Linked DNA regions of Cricetulus griseus: region 2 is linked to region 1. A link is a contact called in public Hi-C data. All regions are on one chromosome and are shown on one strand. Each heading gives the region's core, a stretch centred on a gene start, on an enhancer-like site or on the middle of the called end of the contact. The rest is flanking DNA. Distances are from core to core; before and after follow the strand shown. Region 1 overlaps Kiaa1614. Region 2 has its middle 62 kb from the start of Ier5.

Evidence for each region. A called contact is a pair of places that touch in the nucleus more often than the background predicts.
Region 2: a Hi-C map of the CHO-K1 cell line shows a contact between it and region 1, with 5 times the contacts expected there. The contact joins two enhancer-like sites. A contact is called at or near these places in 3 of 8 Hi-C or Micro-C datasets (the CHO-K1 cell line and fibroblasts).

The regions. Positions count from the first base shown.
Region 1 is chr5:36,535,327-36,539,272 of CriGri-PICRH-1.0, forward strand. It overlaps Kiaa1614, which reads left to right. Exons shown (of 10, transcript XM_027417344.2): 10 at 3,010-3,946. The coding sequence ends at 3,203. Among named protein-coding and RNA genes, the nearest start is that of Kiaa1614, 30 kb to the left of the region's middle. Within about 2 kb of position 1,340, at least 2 of the 6 cell types and tissues checked have open chromatin away from gene starts, as enhancers often do. A contact at or near this core is called in the CHO-K1 cell line and fibroblasts, where this site is marked.
Region 2 is chr5:36,716,691-36,720,386 of CriGri-PICRH-1.0, forward strand. No RefSeq gene overlaps it. Among named protein-coding and RNA genes, the nearest start is that of Ier5, 62 kb to the left of the region's middle. Within about 2 kb of position 2,046, at least 2 of the 6 cell types and tissues checked have open chromatin away from gene starts, as enhancers often do. A contact at or near this core is called in the CHO-K1 cell line and fibroblasts, where this site is marked.

The DNA of each region.
Region 1 (3,946 bases), core at 90-2,589:
GAATTCTGACCAGTTCTTGGTCCCTCTACATCTATGGGTCCTTTGTGGCGACCTGACTTGTCCAGGCCAAAGCTTATGGTCCAGAATGCATTGGAGTACAAGAGACCTTGAAAGCTTTGCACAGGCTATGCTGAGTGGGAAAGATTGGGAGGTATGCTGAGGGAGAGCAGGCAGAGGAAGAGAGGGAGGGGTGACTTTGGAAAGGCAAGCCTGGGCCGTGCTCCTGGGCCCCGAAGAGGAGGGGTGGTCCCACTCTTGAGTCTCCAAGGTCAAGGCTGTTTAACGGAGAAAGCCCTCCTGCTGTGGTTTTTTTCATGACATGAAAGAGGACATGAGAGAGGACATGGGGACATGAGCATGTGTCCTCGTCCCGGACTTGTTCATCACTCAGCATCTTCCAGGTGCCTACTCCTATGTACTGTGGGGTTACAGCACCCACAGAGCACACAGACCTCTGACCTCACGAGCTAGGGTGCTGGGCCAGCCCTACAACTTTACTTCAGATATTTTGTATTATAGATGTGCCATAGTGAAAAGCACCAGGAAGCAAATGTAAATAAAGCAGGTATGGCAGGTGCCATGCAGACCCACTCTCGAAGACATGAGTGGAGATGGGGCAAAGAAGGGAGGAGCCACCTGGGGTTGGGAGATGAGTTTCAAGGACAAAAATCCTAAAGGGCCATGATGTTTGTCTGTAGGGAAATGAGGAGGTCAGGCTGTGCTGTCCTGAGGGACTTGGGGTTTCACACTGAGTAGGACAGGAGCCATCTACTGGGAGAGAGTTTAGAGCCGAGGGGTGATACCAGCTATGTTGAGATTACACAGTGGGACAAGGACAGGCACTACACTGATTTCCATAGTCCAGGAGCAGACAAAATAACAGGTGGCTTTAATCTGGCTGGTTGGCTGGTTTGCAGTTAGTGTGACCTGAACTTCTTAGGGACAGAGAGAGAGAGAGAGAGAGAGAGAGAGAGAGAGAGAGAGAGAGAGAGAGAGAGAGAGAAAGAGAACCAGTTTGGGCCTAGGAAGAGTCACATGTCAGTGCACACAGGGAACAACTGACATTTGGGGAAACAGTGTCATCCAGGCTGTCTCCGTGTCCCTTAGCTCTTGTGGCTGTATTTAGCCACCAGATGTCACCCAGGGATCTCACACTAGACAGTGTGATGGCTGAGGCTGTTTCCACCACAGGCCTTCCTCTAACTGCTTAGGGACACTTCCCCTGAACCTCAGAGGAGCCATGGCCCGGGGCTTCTCTGGCTCCTTGCTAAGCATCAGTCAGGGTGCCAGCATGTGTCCCATCTGACACCACACCCACGAAAACAGCAGGCCCTGCCTTCTGCTTCTAACTGGCTACACCACAGGCATCTAGCATCCTCAACAAAGGCTGTCTCCAGCAGACCATAAATGCCAGAGCTGCCTTGCAGTCACGATTTCAGCTGGGAAGCCTACCCAAATCTCCCCAAAAGGGCTGGAGTGACGTCAGTGTCTGGTCTGGCTTGGCTACATTCTTTTGGGTTTTGTCATCCCTCCCCACCTGCCTCTCCTCCAGCACACCAAACACTTCTGTGGGTTCATGTGGGGAGGTGGGGGTGGCTTCCTCACTCCATGCTGACAGTGTGTACACCCAGCAGGTAAGCTATACAAGCATCAGAGAAAGGAGAGCAAAGATAGGGCAGGGCCCCAGTGGAAAAGCCTTCTGCTAAAGGATGATGCATACTTGATCATTTCGAGACTGGAAAGACTTATCTTGGCCAAGAAGCACAGAAAGGGTTATCCACGCCCCAGACAGAGAGGACATGTGTATGCAGCTCAGACTGGCCAAATGGCTGCAAACTTTTAGGTGCCTTGGTGAAGGAGTTGTAGAGTTCATATTCAGAGCCTGGGTTCTCTGGGGCCCAGAGGCTGTAATGAAGGGGCTCCTCCTGGTCCATGGGCCAAGGTACCACTTTGCACAGTCTATGATGCTTCAAGATAGAGATGGAAGCACCAGAACAGACATCTTGCCCAGTCTGTGCTGAGCCCTTGACTAAAGGCCATGGAGAACCTATCATGTGGGTACTTGCTGTGTTTCTCAGCTGGGGAAGGTCAAGACTGTGCCCTGCTGTCGCCAAATCCCACTATTGTCAGATGCAGGAAAGTCACCCACTAAGGCTGTCCCCCACTGTCCTCCAGCAGGCTGGCTATGCTCACACAGCAGAACATGGTAGTAGGCTCCAGCTTTCTCCAGGGGAACCTACCCATGTACCCTGTCTGGCAGAGAACTTGAGAGGTATCAGGCTCTCAGCTGGACACCTCTGTGCTGTGGCAGCAGTGGCTGGAGTCAGCCCAAGCATCCATAGCCTCTCCGACAACATGGGTTTCCTGAGAGCCAGCCACAAGTCCCCTGACAGAGGCTTGATCTGTACATTTCACAACCCAAGGAATGATCATGCTGGCTAGGCTGAGCCTCTTGGGGTGGCAGAGATGGAAAGGTACAAGAAAAAGGGACAAGCAAGCCATAAATGTGGGCAGAATGTTTATTTTTCCTGGACTTTGGCCTCGATGCTCCCAAATCCCAAGTGAGGGACAGTATGAGTGAGGCTGAGGCCAGGATAAGTCCTGGAGTACTGTGAAGCAGATTTGGCCTCAGCCACTTCTCTGTCCCCCACCCTGGCCTTTGGGCTGAGCCTGGGTCCTTTGAGCCGTCGACTATATCTATTTGAGTCCTGAGCAACATAGGTAGGACATAGAGCAGGCATTGGTCTTCCTTTTTAAAATGACTTCCTCTCTCTGCTAAAAGCTGCTATCAGAAAAGGGTAGGCTAGTTTATTCTTATTAAACTGTAGATGAATAATGTCTCCAAGCATCATTTACATGGAGTTTCCTGTTCTAAAAGCGGCTACAGAGAATGCATCGGGAGGTGGGGAGGAGGAACACATGACATGCTTCTCTGAAGCCAGTTTGTGAGGGGTGTGAGTCACGGTGTCCTGGATGATTCCTCATCCCCGCTCCTCTTCTCCTTTGCAGGGCTCTACGTGCAGGCCATGGCTGACCTGGATACTGCCAAGCTGTACTCGGGGCTGCTTGGGGTGGGGGATGAGATCCTGGAGCTGAACGGCGCCAAGGTTTCAGGGCTGGGTTTGGCTCACATCAAGGAGCTCCTGGCGCATGTGGAGAGCTTGTCGGTTCGTGTCTTGAGACAGAGACCTGTTCCCCGGTGACCCAGATGCACTGGTACTCTCACTGACACTCCCTTAGAAGCCCCGACCCCCACACAGCAGAAGGGGCTGGAATACACCACTCAGATAATTTGTGGATGGAAAATGCAGTTCACAGACCAGGGTGGCATCTAGTTGTACGGGCTGTGGCAGAGCTGTTTTGATTGGCCACCTGCAGGGAGAGGCAAAGAGCCTGTTTGTTTTGGTTAAGGTCACTAATTTATGCAGATCTGGGGAAAGGAAATAATGGTCTTCTTCCATGACAGAAGCAGTAGCAACAGGACGTGTCCGTTTGTTGGGAGCAGAGGACAGGGACTGACTAGATCCTTGAGTTGGTCCCTGAGAGCTGGCCTCACTGCCTGGTCACACTCACTGAAAACCTCTCCAGTCCCCAGCACACCAGAGACAAAGTGGCTGCATTGGCCTTGTGCCTGTCTCTTTCAGCTGTGGCTTGCCTGGTTTCCACGTGACTACACCTTTGCTTCTGATCCAGTAGCGGTTCAGTGTCTTGGCACAGCCCGACAGCCAAGAGGGCACATTCCAAGCCAAGCACTGGGAGGTATGGCCTGTCAGGAGTGCTGAGCCCCTTCTGGGGATGTCAACATCAGAGAGCTTCTGGGAGCCAGAATGTTAAGAATTTCTAGGAAATTTTTATGATCAACTTGAAAGGAGAGAGAGAGAGAGAGAGAGAGAGAGAGAGAGAGAGAGAGAGAGAGAGAGAGAGAGACTATTGCCATTTTCAGTAA
Region 2 (3,696 bases), core at 796-3,295, 180 kb after region 1:
ACACTGATTGGTCTAATAAAGAGCTGAACGGCCAGCCAGTAGTAAGGCAGAGAAAGGATAAGCGGGGCTGGCAGGCAGAGAAAATAAATAGGAGGAGAAATCTGGGAAGAGAAAGAGTGAGAAAAGAAGGAGAGAGGACACCAGGGGCCAGTCACCTAGCTCCACAACAAGCCACACAATAAGAAGTAAAGAAAGGTATGTGGAATAGAGAAAGATAAAAGCCCAGAGGCAAAAGATAGATGGGATAACTTAAGACAAGCTCGCTAGAAACAAGCCAAGCTAAGGCCAGGCATTCATAAGTAAGAATAAGACTCCATGTATTTATTTGGGAGCTGGTAGCAGGCCCCCAAAGAGCAAAGAGCCAAAGAGTAAAAAGCAACAAAAACAAAAACAATCAAAACAAACCAACAGTAAGCAATGAGAAAGCTACATTATATTCCAGAGTTTAGAGATTTCTTCCCAGGAGTCCTATAAAGTCAGACATCTCTTTAAGTGAGCCTGGATTCCTTGCCGCACACTGTGGTTTGACAATTAAAATAGATGAGAACAAGTCTGGAAGCAGGAAAAACTATTAGGTGGTGGTTGCTGACAGAGAATGTGGAGGCTTAGGCTAAGGAAAAGGAGATGGGTTGGAAGAAGTCCAAGGATTTCAAATGCATTATAAGGGTGCAGGATCAGGTCATGGTGGTTGATTATTGAATAAAGAGGTTGAGAGATGGGGAGGAGTCAAGGATGGGTAGGTATTGGGTCTGGGCAAATGGCTGACTTGGGATACAATTTACCAAGAAGGACCTCTAGCTTCTTAGTTTCCAGAGCAACCATCCTAGCAAGGTTCTTGGCATATAGAAAGCATGCAGCAAATACCTATTGAGTGGGGAATGAACTGATGGACCCATCTTCCAGCAAGAGAGGCAGTAACAATCTAGACGGCTGCAAAAGAGCAGCCTGGGCTCAAACACTGTTATCTACTTCAAAAGTGGCCACAAGTGAGCTCATCCATCTTCAGCAACTGGACATTCTCAGTAGTGGGATAATTCCCAGTTTTTTTTTTGTTTGTTTGTTTGGTTTTTTTGTTTAGTTTTAGAATGTGCCTGTGCATGGGAAGGGAGGGATCTATGTAAGCTATGAATTTTACTGTTCATTTGAAAACTAACCACACACAGTTCTTTCCTGGAGAGACTGGGAAGGGAATTTATTTGTGCTTAGAATCAAATTGGTACTTGATTCAGACATGAAGTGTCCCACCAAAAGAGTTGTTGGTACCCAGCTGGCAATGCAACTGAGAAGTGATTGTACCATCAATGGGACAATGCACTGGGTTATTAGGATGTGGGGCTTGGTTGGAAGAAGTGTTATCATAGGGTATGATGGAGACATCTTTGAAGAGTATATCTTGCCCCTGGTTCCTTCCTGTCTGTCCTTTTTTCCTATCCACAGAAGGTAAAAACATTTTCTTTGCCCAGTCCTTTTACCATATGTTTCTGCTTTGCCACAGACCTAAAAGCCACTGGGCCACCCAGACATGACACCTGAGACCCTTTCTCTTCTACTATGTCCTGGTTGCATCATGATAGTCCAAGGCCTGGTGCCCACTTCCCCCTGAGGCTGCTCTGAGCTCTGCATCCCAGCAGGATCTCCCTTTCCCTTCCACATGCTGTGCCTTCACCCTGTATAGATCATATTTTGTTTTGTCGTGTGAGCTTTCTGCTATGCTATAGGCATTTCACTTCCTTAAGTAGACTGTAATCTCTTTCAGAGCAGAGACTCTCATCTTTGCTCGTTTTTTCCCCTTTGATTTCCCAGTTTTGACTCTTAGCACAGTGCCATTTTTGCAAATAGCATTTACCAAAAAAACCAGCACACACACACACACACACACACACACACACACACACACACACACACACACACACACACCACGGATATTGCTTTCTATTTTGCCTCCTAAAAATTGCCCTGTAGTTATGAGCTGAACTTAGCCTACATGAGGTTGTAACAGCGTGTTTATCCTTTGGTTGCGTTTATCTAGCAACCCCAAAGTGACTCACATCCCTGAATGAGAACCACAGCCTTATAAGGAACACTGCTCAGGGTACTAACTCCAAGGAACCTGTCACCTCTCAAGGCATCTCTGGAACTCTGATTTACATCAACACCAGAGCTGGACTGGCAGAACTTCATGCCTCTTGGGAGGCAGTAATTTTGGCAGCAGGGAAAGTCATCTTGGCTGTGATTGGTAGCTGTGGTCACCTGGATGGGGGCTGAGCGTGGACGATAGTCAGATGGGCATCTCTAGTGTGCCAGGTACTTTGTACTTACTGCCTTAATCTTAATCTTGTCTCTGGAGCATTCGGGACCAGAGAGGCATTGGTGTATTCCTTTAATCTCAACATGGCAGGCAGAGATGAGTTTCAGCCCAGCCAGGGCTACACAATGAGACTCTGTCTTGAAAAAGAACCAGGCAGGATGGACCTATCTGTACCTCACAGGGATGAAGGGCATAGATGTTTTATCTAAAAACCATAAAGCCAAGAACAGTGGCATTTGAATTGGTGGGGGAAGGGAATACAGGGAGAATGTAGAAACCCCAGGGTGAAATCTGGGGTGATGACTCAGATCCTGCAGTTTAGACAAGTACAAGCATCCAGGGGAGGCCAAGCCTAGCACACTGGGGACCCGTGAGCAGGGTGAAGATGGTCACAGAAATCCCCAAACAAAGGAATTCCCTTTATGCTTTTAATCACTCTAGTCATATCCACTAAGCATTCAAACTCATTCTAGAAAACTCCAGACATACAAAGAGCAAAGAGAGCATCTGTGAATGTCCCTGTCCTCCTCCAGGTCTCAAGGTTTGCAGAGATGAGGCCACCAAGCAGATCAGTGCACACAGGGCTATTTATAAAGCTTGCTCCTTCCTCCCACCCACTCCCCTCTCTGCTAGGCTAGAGAGAGGCCTTCAGCCAGGACATTCCCTTGCAGCCTACTCCCGCTGCTATATAAAGAAAGCCTGCTCTTCTCAGGGCTGGATCAGAACGTCCCTTATCTCTTTGCGGCAGGACTCTGATAGTCTGCCCCATTGGCAGGTGCTCTGAGATCTCTGGCTGCTGCTATCAGGCCCTCCAGCCCCTATGTGGTTGTCTTTTCTGGTTCCGACTGAAACTTGGCCAGCATCACTCACCGAAACCTCAAATATAGGAAGTTGTTTGCCTGTTTCCTTAGAGGATAGGTGCCAGGCAGCCAAGGTAAACTTAACGGGCTTGGCAAAGATGACAAGTGTGTCCAGCACATGTAGGCTACATGGTCAGGACTGATGAACTCTCACAGTTCATGATGTCCTCTTGCTGAAGCAGCTGTCCCAATTCCCTGTTCTTTCAGTCCCCACCTCCATCTCTCTGGCTTTTCTCTTCATTAGCACTTGGCTCGGGGTCCTCAGTACCCATATGGTTTCTACAGGCAAAGACCTTACATGGCTGGTAGCCTACCGTATCATGGTTCCAGAATCCTGGGATGGACTTTTCCATTCCCAGTGAGTGGACCAGAACAGACACACTTACTTTGTCTGGAATTTTTTAATTTTTTTTTATTTTTTTTGCCAAGGGAGGCAGAATGATCTTATCGGAGCAAGTTAGGGCAGAGGAGAGGCAGGGGAGCATCCAGAGAAGATGTGCAGGTTTTAAATCAGACTGAGGGCCTGTG